2 separate regions of the Zea mays genome follow, and region 1 is linked to region 2. Evidence: chromatin contacts called from public Hi-C data. All regions are on one chromosome and are shown on one strand. Each heading gives the region's core, a stretch centred on a gene start, on an enhancer-like site or on the middle of the called end of the contact. The rest is flanking DNA. Distances are from core to core; before and after follow the strand shown. Region 1 holds the start of LOC100191226 (putative protein kinase superfamily protein). Region 2 holds the start of LOC100282242.

The links. A called contact is a pair of places that touch in the nucleus more often than the background predicts.
Region 1: a Hi-C map of ear shows a contact between it and region 2, with 6 times the contacts expected there. The contact joins the promoter of LOC100191226 here to the promoter of LOC100282242 in region 2. A contact is called at or near these places in 3 of 25 Hi-C or Micro-C datasets (ear, root tip and tassel).

The regions. Positions count from the first base shown.
Region 1 is chr5:59,862,900-59,867,389 of Zm-B73-REFERENCE-NAM-5.0, reverse strand. LOC100191226 (putative protein kinase superfamily protein) reads left to right here and starts at 2,537. Exons shown (of 1, transcript NM_001152528.1): 1 at 2,537-4,490. The coding sequence starts at 3,412. The coding sequence ends at 4,011. sbp25 (SBP-transcription factor 25) reads left to right here. Exons shown (of 5, transcript NM_001365656.1): 5 at 1-451. The coding sequence ends at 254.
Region 2 is chr5:59,320,499-59,325,000 of Zm-B73-REFERENCE-NAM-5.0, reverse strand. LOC100282242 reads left to right here and starts at 2,909. Exons shown (of 5, transcript NM_001155154.1): 1 at 2,909-3,157; 2 at 3,396-3,468; 3 at 3,581-3,673. The coding sequence starts at 3,012.

The sequences.
Region 1 (4,490 bases), core at 1,288-3,787, 540 kb before region 2:
GGCGTGCTCTCTCTCTTCTGTCAGACGGCTCGTGGGGCTCGAGTTCAGCCGTCATCCAGCAGCCCACATCTCACGCGGACGCCGGTGCATTGCTGCCGCCCCTCGCCACCGTTGCCGTCTCCAACGCCGCCGCCGCCGCCGGGCATCCTCTGGACCCGTCCCCGGGAAGGTTCTGGCCGCAAGACGATCATCCCCCGCTCGTCGACGGACCCGCCACGCAGATTCCGGAGCTGGCGCACCTCCGGATATGGTGAAAGGAAACGCATGTGATGCGGTGACTGGTGACATGCCAGTTCGAGGGCCTGGCTGGGAACACATCTGGTTGGTTAGCCTGCCGCTCTGGCTTGAATTTGCCGGCGACGACAGTCTTTGTTTGTATCTTTTGATCAGAACGGACACAGACATGTTTGCACAATATAATGTGACGAGTCCCTCTTTGGGGTTGAGGAGTGAGGAGATGGAGAACGATAGGAGGCAAAAATATATATATATATATATATATATATATATATATATATATATATATATATATATATATATATATATATATATATATATATATATATATATTTGTTTCGCGCGTTTTCCCGGCAGTATTTAAAATATTTAGGATCAGCTGTGTGCTTCTGCCGAATCACGTTTCAGCGTTGTCGTTATTAGAGCAACTTCAATAGGAGCTCTAAACATATAAACAAATTGAAATATAGGGTCTAAACATTAAAAAGACAGCTTCAACAGGAGCCTTATTTTAATAAAATTCATCTAAACATTTTCGTGTTGGAAGGAAGCCGCCCCTCTCTATCCTCCCGTCAGTCCCCTCTCCATCTTCCTGCTTCAGCACTTGTGATGAAAGAACAAGCTGTTTCTGTGACAATGACAGATAATAATTGTCATGCCATCCACTTATTTGCATGAGAAAATCTCTTCAATGTCATCCAAACTTATATGAATATCTTCAATGCCATCAGAATTTATAGATTCCCTTCAATATCATCAAATTTAAATTTTAATCCCTTTAATGACATTACCGTTAGTTTGGAGCTAACGCCGTTAGTTCAATTTAAAGTCAATCTCTCCAGTGCCACTAAAATCTATACTGGTCCATTCAATACCACTAGAAATTGGTTCGATCTATTTGTGGTTTAAAAAATCCAGAATTAAGAAATATGGATCAAATTTTTAAAATTCCACGATTTTTAAAAACTTCAGTCCATACATATGCTTCGGCAACAGAAAGTAGAATGTTCAGATCATGGACAGACCAAGCTAACTTGAGAGTAGAAAATCATTTCATCCATTTGCATATACTTCAGCAGCAGAAAGTGAGGCAACACAAACTGATGTCTGTACTAAGTTTGGATTGATCCTTTCTTTGTCACGGTCTCTGAATCTCCGATCGAGCTGTTTTTGTGGCGGCGCTAGAGCAACAAGATTAGAAAATGCCGGCCATTGGGCGACTGGGGTGGGGGAACGACAAGCACAATGGATGGCGGCAAATGTAAAATAATAGAAAAGGCCCGGCGGTAGTTGCAACGAAATGAAGGTTTAAGGCTAAACATGGTTGGGAACGGGCCTTTAATTTGGACCCTAAACAAGTTGACTGCGTAGCTAATTTGAAATATAGGGGCGTAATTATAAGGCTAATGGTTGGAGTTGCTCTTACGCCCCGTTTGGATCACTGGAATTGAATTCCATTCTAATAATAGTAATTTAGGCATATATTAATTAAGCTAATTTGGTTTTATGCAAAATATATTTGTATACTATTATTAGCAAGATGTCGGAGATATTTATGTGCTACATTTTTACTATAGGTGAGTGAAACGAAGAATGTCATGTAAGTTATAGATTAGAAACCAATTCTAGTAATGCATAAAATCATTTCCCACCCTCCACCCCATGAATTTGAGATAGGCTTATATCTGAACTCTAGAAAGTGGTGGAATGTCAAATTCCAAACTAAATAAGTTACTTTATTGAGTGAATTCCAATTTCTCTAAAATGAAGGGATCCAAACGCCCCGTTAGAGAAATTTATTCAAGTGAAATTCATGGCTGGTAATGTGGTTTCTTGTGTCGACGGCACCAGGGGATAATAGTCCGGATAGACCTTCGACTACCTTGGAATTTGTACTAAAAACAATCTACTTCTCAGGTTGAAGTCCAAATAATCAGATCTATACAATTTATAACTTAATCTGATGAATCAAAATATCAAATGCATTGTGAGATATTTTGATTATTTTTTTGTTTAGGTGCCGAATTATGGAAATTCTGGAATTATATATTGTACATCCATTCTCGAATATTTATCGTCCGCTAGTTTATTTTTAAACTAAATAACGATAAATAAAAAAACGAAGAGAATATTACATGTCTAATTTTTTTTAATCCTCAGCTATCCAAATCCTGGGTCCGCGCTACTGAACGACACTACGATGCGTGCACGATGGTGGTTGGTACCTGGCCCAAGATTTCGTTTGGCTCTCATGTCTGTTTAGCTGTTGCATGCCAAATTAAGGCAAAGCAGGCAAAGGCGCGAGGCGGCGGGCTGGCCACCCAAAAGCTCGGGGCGCCCATGCTCCGACCATTGCTCCCGCCGCTAGCTCGTCTCCGGCCCCTGCCTATTCATTCGTCTCTCCCAGCAGCTCACCGTCGTGCCTCCTCCATCGGCATCCACCCGGCCGAGAGCACAACGTGTACCGTCTCTCCCCAGCGTGCGCGCGCGCGTGGTCGGAGGCTGCCGTCGCTCGCGTCGGCCGCCCCCGCCGGCCAGCGAGAGCGAGGGACAACGACCGACCGACCGACCAGCTCGAGGTGAATGAACAGCCGCATACCGTTCCTCCAGAAAATGCACCGCTGGATCATCCCTAGCTGCGGCGACACCCGCCAGCCGCGCCCTTCCTCCCGCCATCGAGGTATGCACCATGACCTCAAGGAGCTGGCGTCTGTAAAATGCTCGACGTATGTGATCTGTGCGTTCCCGATCGCGCGCGGCGCACGCGTGCAGATGCGTTCCCGAGGCCGGCGTCGGCGTCGGCGTCGGCGTCGGCGGCCCCGTCCCCTCAGAAGCTGAGGAAGGTGGGGTCGGAGGGGACGCTGGTGCTGTCCGTGCCCAAGGACGTAGAGGAGATCCGGACCATGTCGGCGTACGGCCGCCTCAAGCTCTTCACCTACCACGAGCTCAGGAAGGCCACCGGCAACTTCAACCCGGGGCAGATCGTCGGCGAGGGCGGCTTCGGCGTCGTGTACAGAGGGGTCATCGACGGCTCCGTGCGGAAGGGCTACCCGTCCACCGCGGTCGCCGTCAAGGTGCTCAACCCGCAGGGACTCCAGGGTGACAGGGAGTGGCTGGTATGGTCAGGGCTCTGGCACCGATCCATCCATCTCTGCGCGCGTGCAAGCGTCATGCATGTGTTCCGGCCATCCATCTCCAATCTCACCCCCGACCCGACGACGTGACGTCCATGGACGTGCTTGTGCGTGCGTGCAGACGGAGGTGAGCTACCTCGGACAGTACAGCCACCCGAACCTGGTGGAGCTCATCGGCTACTGCTGCGAGGACGACCACCGGCTGCTGGTGTACGAGTTCATGGCCAAGGGCAGCCTGGAGCACCACCTGTTCCGCCGCTCCTGCAGACTCTCGTGGACGACGCGGGTGGCCATCGCGCTCGACGTCGCCAGGGGCCTCGCCTTCCTCCACGGGCCCGACCGCCCCATCATCTACCGGGACTTCAAGAGCTCCAACATCTTGCTCGACGCGGTTTGTTCGTTTTTATTGCATGCGTTGGCGTACGATCGATCGTCAGTTCACATTCACCCCGGCCTGCCGGTGCCGGTGACCACCAATTATAAAGCACCAGACTCACCACCGTGCCTCTCTCGATCTGCCAGAAATTCAACGCCAAGCTGTCGGACTTCGGGCTCGCCAAGGAAGGGCCGATGGGCGGTGAGACGCACGTGTCCACCAGGGTCATGGGCACCTACGGCTACGCCGCGCCGGAGTACATAGCCACCGGTAGGTATCTCCGATCCTCCACCACCTCCTTCTTCTTCCCAGACGTAGATGAGATCACTGCCTGCCGGCGTCCGGCGCTCGCTGCTGCAACGATAGTATGCAATGCAGGGCACCTGACGGTGATGAGCGACGTGTACGGCTTCGGCGTGGTGCTGCTGGAGATGCTGGTGGGACGGCGCGCGCTGGAGCCGAGCCGGGCGGGAGGCCGCGACGGCAGCCTGGTGGACTGGGCGCGGCCCATCCTTATCCGGCCCAAAAAGTTGGAGCGGATCCTGGACCGGCGGATGGGCGAGGTCTGCTCGGAGATGGGCCTGCAGCGCGTGGCCCGCCTCGCGTACGACTGCCTCAGCCAGAACCCCAAGGTCCGGCCCTCCATGGCCAGGGTCGTCACCACGCTCGAGGCAGTCCTCGCCGCCGGTGCCGGTGCCGCCGACGCCGCGCCGCGGTGAGACCGGAGGTTGATGTAGGTAGTA
Region 2 (4,502 bases), core at 1,660-4,159:
CTGGGCGGGGTGGCATCCAGCTCACCGGCGGCAAGCAGGGGTGGGATCGGGATCTTCTTCAGTTTAATATTTACTGTACCATGGCGATGGTCATTCTGATGAACTGACAGAGCAAGTTTAGGTCACATTTTCTCTTAATTTCAAATGGCAACACATCCAGTGACCTGCAACAAAGTTGTAGAGCTATATACCACCTATATTTCGACTATAGTGACTGAGCTCATTTGATCACTAGATCATGGTTGAATTCACACTCAAAGCTGACTTTGTTACACTGAATATCTGAATTTTAGAATGAAACCAGCCTGACAGCCAAGCTTTGAGCTTAATTATCTCTGGATTTTTCTTAACAACTGAGCTCACACTCATAAACAAAGTTGTTCTCCTTAGTTTGGTCTACAACTTTGATGTGGTGACCTAGGGCAAATTCTTACTAATTTGGAAGTTAATAAGCTCCAAAGTTGAGCTTACAACACTGAAATTCAGATTTAACATGAAATCTCAATTAGGGTCCTTTTTGCAAATGAGTCCAAAACTTAGGGTTTGGCTTGTAAATTCACATATTTGTGAACCAAAGGACTTAGTATGCCTTAATACTATAGTTTTTACACTTTAGTCCAAATATGCACTATTTTTGCATATAGGCCCCTAGGGTTTGGATTTAGGGTTTTCCAGGGTTCCAATTAGGGTTTTTGGTATCCCAGGGGTATAAATGTGATTCAAGTTTATTTTTGGGAATATTTCATGATTATTTCTCAAAAGTTTTTGGGTTTTCTCAATTTGGGTTATGTCTTACCCCTTTAATCCCTATTTAGGGTTAAGTTCCCTATCCAGGGTTCTATTTGCAAAATGCTATAACAACACAACTTGTTTGAAATTTTTTTACCTAGTGAATGCACTCTAGGTATATCAAACATATGCAATGCCAATGTTTATGATGCCATGCTCAAGTTTTAGTTACAGTAACACCAGGGGTGTTACAGCGCCTATCTGGGATCTAGTTACTTGCTGGTCGCCTGGTCTGGTCACTGGTGCCCCCTGCTGGCTACTTGGACATCTAAAATTGTGTTCTGTTTTTATTCTCCTCCCATTCTTGCCCTCAATCTAACCTGTCCGGTTGTCCGACTGTCTCTAGTACTCGGCTACTCCTTGGCTGCTCCTTGCTTGCTGGTCGCTCTGCTCGGCTGCTCCTCGGCTCCGTTCTGTCGTCTCTAGTGCTCTGGCTTGAAAAGGTGTGTTTAATCTCTCGCCCTTTAATTCTTGTAATCGTCTGGACAGTTAGATGTACGTTTAATTCCATTTTTGTTGCCTTGAACCTTATAGCCGTTGAGGTAGCCGGAGGCGACTGTTTATTGTAGTCGTCGAGCTCGTGGTCGCAGTGAAGGTCATGGACCTTGACGTGGCTGCAGAGGAGGAGTGTCGGCTTGAGGACCATAATGAGGCTGAGGATGCTAGGTTCTTCATTGGTTTGGGTGAGACCCATGTAGATCCTATTGAGATCGATATTATCGTCGGCTCTAGAATAGGGACTGGCACAGGCTCCACGAGCCCGCTAGAGTTAGTCCCTGATTCTGATGCTGGTGGTAGCAACTCAAACTCGAAGAAAAGATCCAAGTGCTGGAATGACTTTGATGAATTAACTAAGATTGTGAATGGTAAGAAAGTCAGGTATGTTGCTTGTTGCGATTTCTGTAAGCAAACGCTTACTGCTCGATCTACTTCTGGTACTGGACATTTGCTTCGGCATAATTCCCTGCTAAGAAAGCACATGAACGCTCTGGGCAAGTCTAATCTGTGCTTAAGTACAATGTTGATGGTACTTTGCAATGTTGGGAATACTCTACTTCTATTGCTAGGACTGAACTGTGTCATTTGATTGCTAGGGATGACCTTCCTTTATGACATGGCTCTACACTCAAGCTATCTCTACTGTTGCATCTACCTCTGAGTTGGCTTCCTACTTAGACAGTGATACTATCACTGAGTTTGATGAGGACTTCATGTCCTTTCTTGGTGGCATCAGCATAAGTTAACGTATCCTATTCTTTCACTACTAGCTAAAGATGCCTTGGCAGTGCCAACATCAACTATTTTCTCATAGTCTACCTTTAGTCTTGCTGGCAGGGTGATTGAAGAGTGTCGACGTCGTCTAGCTTCTGATATGGTAGAGATATTATCCTGCATCAAAGATTGAGAACTTGTTGATGCTCACCTGCAACACAGTGTGGAGGAAGACACACAAGAACTTGAAGCTGAGCGCGATAACCTATGGCTTGATGACCCAGCAACACAATCAGCTAGGGATGATGAAAATGCTTAGTCTTGTAACCTACTAGTCTTACGTCTTATGAGTTGTATTGAACTAATGATCTGTATACTATAATGGACTATAAAGAGCTTATAAACTTAGGAGTTGAGGTGCACTCTTTTTTCCTTTTTAGGATTTTCTCATGAGGTATGAGTTTTTACCTAAGAAGATTTTTAATGAGACGGCCATTACACTAACAGCTCCTAATAATCATTTCATATATGTGTTTGTGTAATATCCTGTGAACTAATTGTAATATCCTGTTATCATTTCATATTTGTATTAATCTGGTATTATCTTGTGAATTGACAAATGAATTCTGTTGTCTTAATATCTGTATATAATATGTTATTATGTCTAATGAATTTTGTTAAATATATGTATTTATGTTCTGCTCTAGTGTTGGTTCGGGTCAGTGGCTGGCCTGCTACGTTCAGGCCCACCGGACGGTCGGGTCGGCCCGATACTATTTATCTCTGTGCGTGCCGGGCTTAGGCATGTTCCTGGGCATGTAGGCCAGCACGATACGGCCTAGAGCATCATTGGGTCATGTCTAGCTTGACATTATTTATAGTTAGGCGAAACGGGTTTGGACCGGGTCTATGCCGGTGGCTGTTTGGACATCTGTTGACACACCCCACCCCGTTGCCAAGCGGCGCCAAACCAACGAGAGCACCCGGACCAGACGCCCAAGTCGATCGCCATGGCGATGAAGCCGGCGGCGGCGGCTCCCCCTACCCCGGCCGCGGCGCACAGCGTGTTCGTCTACGGCAGCCTGATGGCGGACGAGGTGGTCCGCACCATCCTCAAGCGCGTCCCGCCCGCCGCCCCGGCCCTCCTCCCAAACTAGTACGCCCGCTCGCCCCTCCATCCCTCCGCCTCCCCCCCGTCTTGGTGGTGGCCCTCGGTTCCCTGGGGGCGTCGCTTTCGTTTCCGTGTCGTCGTAGTTCGCTGTCGCAGTGCCGTGTGCACGCACGCTAACGAGAGGGATTTACGGTTTATATACTTATGTGCTTACTTCTGCAGTTCTGCTTGCAACCTGTAACTTCAGTTTTATTTGCTACGGTCATTTCTGTTTGTTTTGCAGCCACCGGTTCAACATCAAGGGCCGCATTTACCCGGCGATCCTGCCCGTTGAGAGCAAGAGAGTTGCTGGGAGGGTCTGTTGTTGATTACTCTTACTGTCACATGCTACGAGTGTTCGAGTCCAATCCTGATTTGCTTCTCTGTTTGCATTTATTTTACCACTACCTTAAATAACTGGTTCTGCAGGTTATCATGGGTGTTACTGATGAAGAGCTCCAGCTTCTTGACGCGTTTGAAGACGTGGAGTACACGAGGACAAGAGTTGAGATATCATTGGCTGTAAGTGCATCTGGCATTTTGGCCATTATTATATACAAGCAAATATTTCGGTGATTAGTGAAGCAAATGAAACTAACTACTCTAGTAGTGATCCAGTTGTTTCCATACTGCCTAACCGACATGATACAACATCATCAGTGTCGCTGTTTCTGCTCTAGAGCATCTCCATCAATACCTCAAACTGATATCTTAAATTGAAATATAGGGCCGCTCTACACAGTAAAAACTGAATATCTGGTACTTTCAACTTTATGATTGTATTCCAGGCAGAGCACAACATCCTTATGCATCCATTTCACATGTTAGGTGTAGCTGGTGTATTCGGCGGTTCCCTATTCAGTGCTATGCATGGTTCCTTGGTAACCTCTAGTTTGATCAGGGAAACCACTGAAAATGAGTCTGCTAATGAGGGTTACAAATTTGGTCAGGAAGAAGGCAAAGTATCCGATGCACATAGACTACTTATGCACATATGCACACATAAAATCCAGACCCTCCATCTAGAATCCAACGGCACCTGACTTTTGCAAAAAGAACCTCCCGCAACAGCTGCCAACGGTTGTTGCAAAAAGAACCTCCCGCAAAACCTGTTGGAGTACCGTTCGATTCAATATGTACGATCTCGATGTTATGTGTGCACATGTGCATTTCTTGGCTATGTGCATTCGATACTTTGCGCAGGAAGAATGTCTCATTTTATAAAATTTGGTCAAAAAATTATAGGGAATCGTCTCAAATGCATCAAATATACTAATCGTAGTGGGCTGTCCTATAATCTAGATTTGATGCTTTATTGTTGGAGCAGAAGTTTTTGTTGGTGCCCTAAATT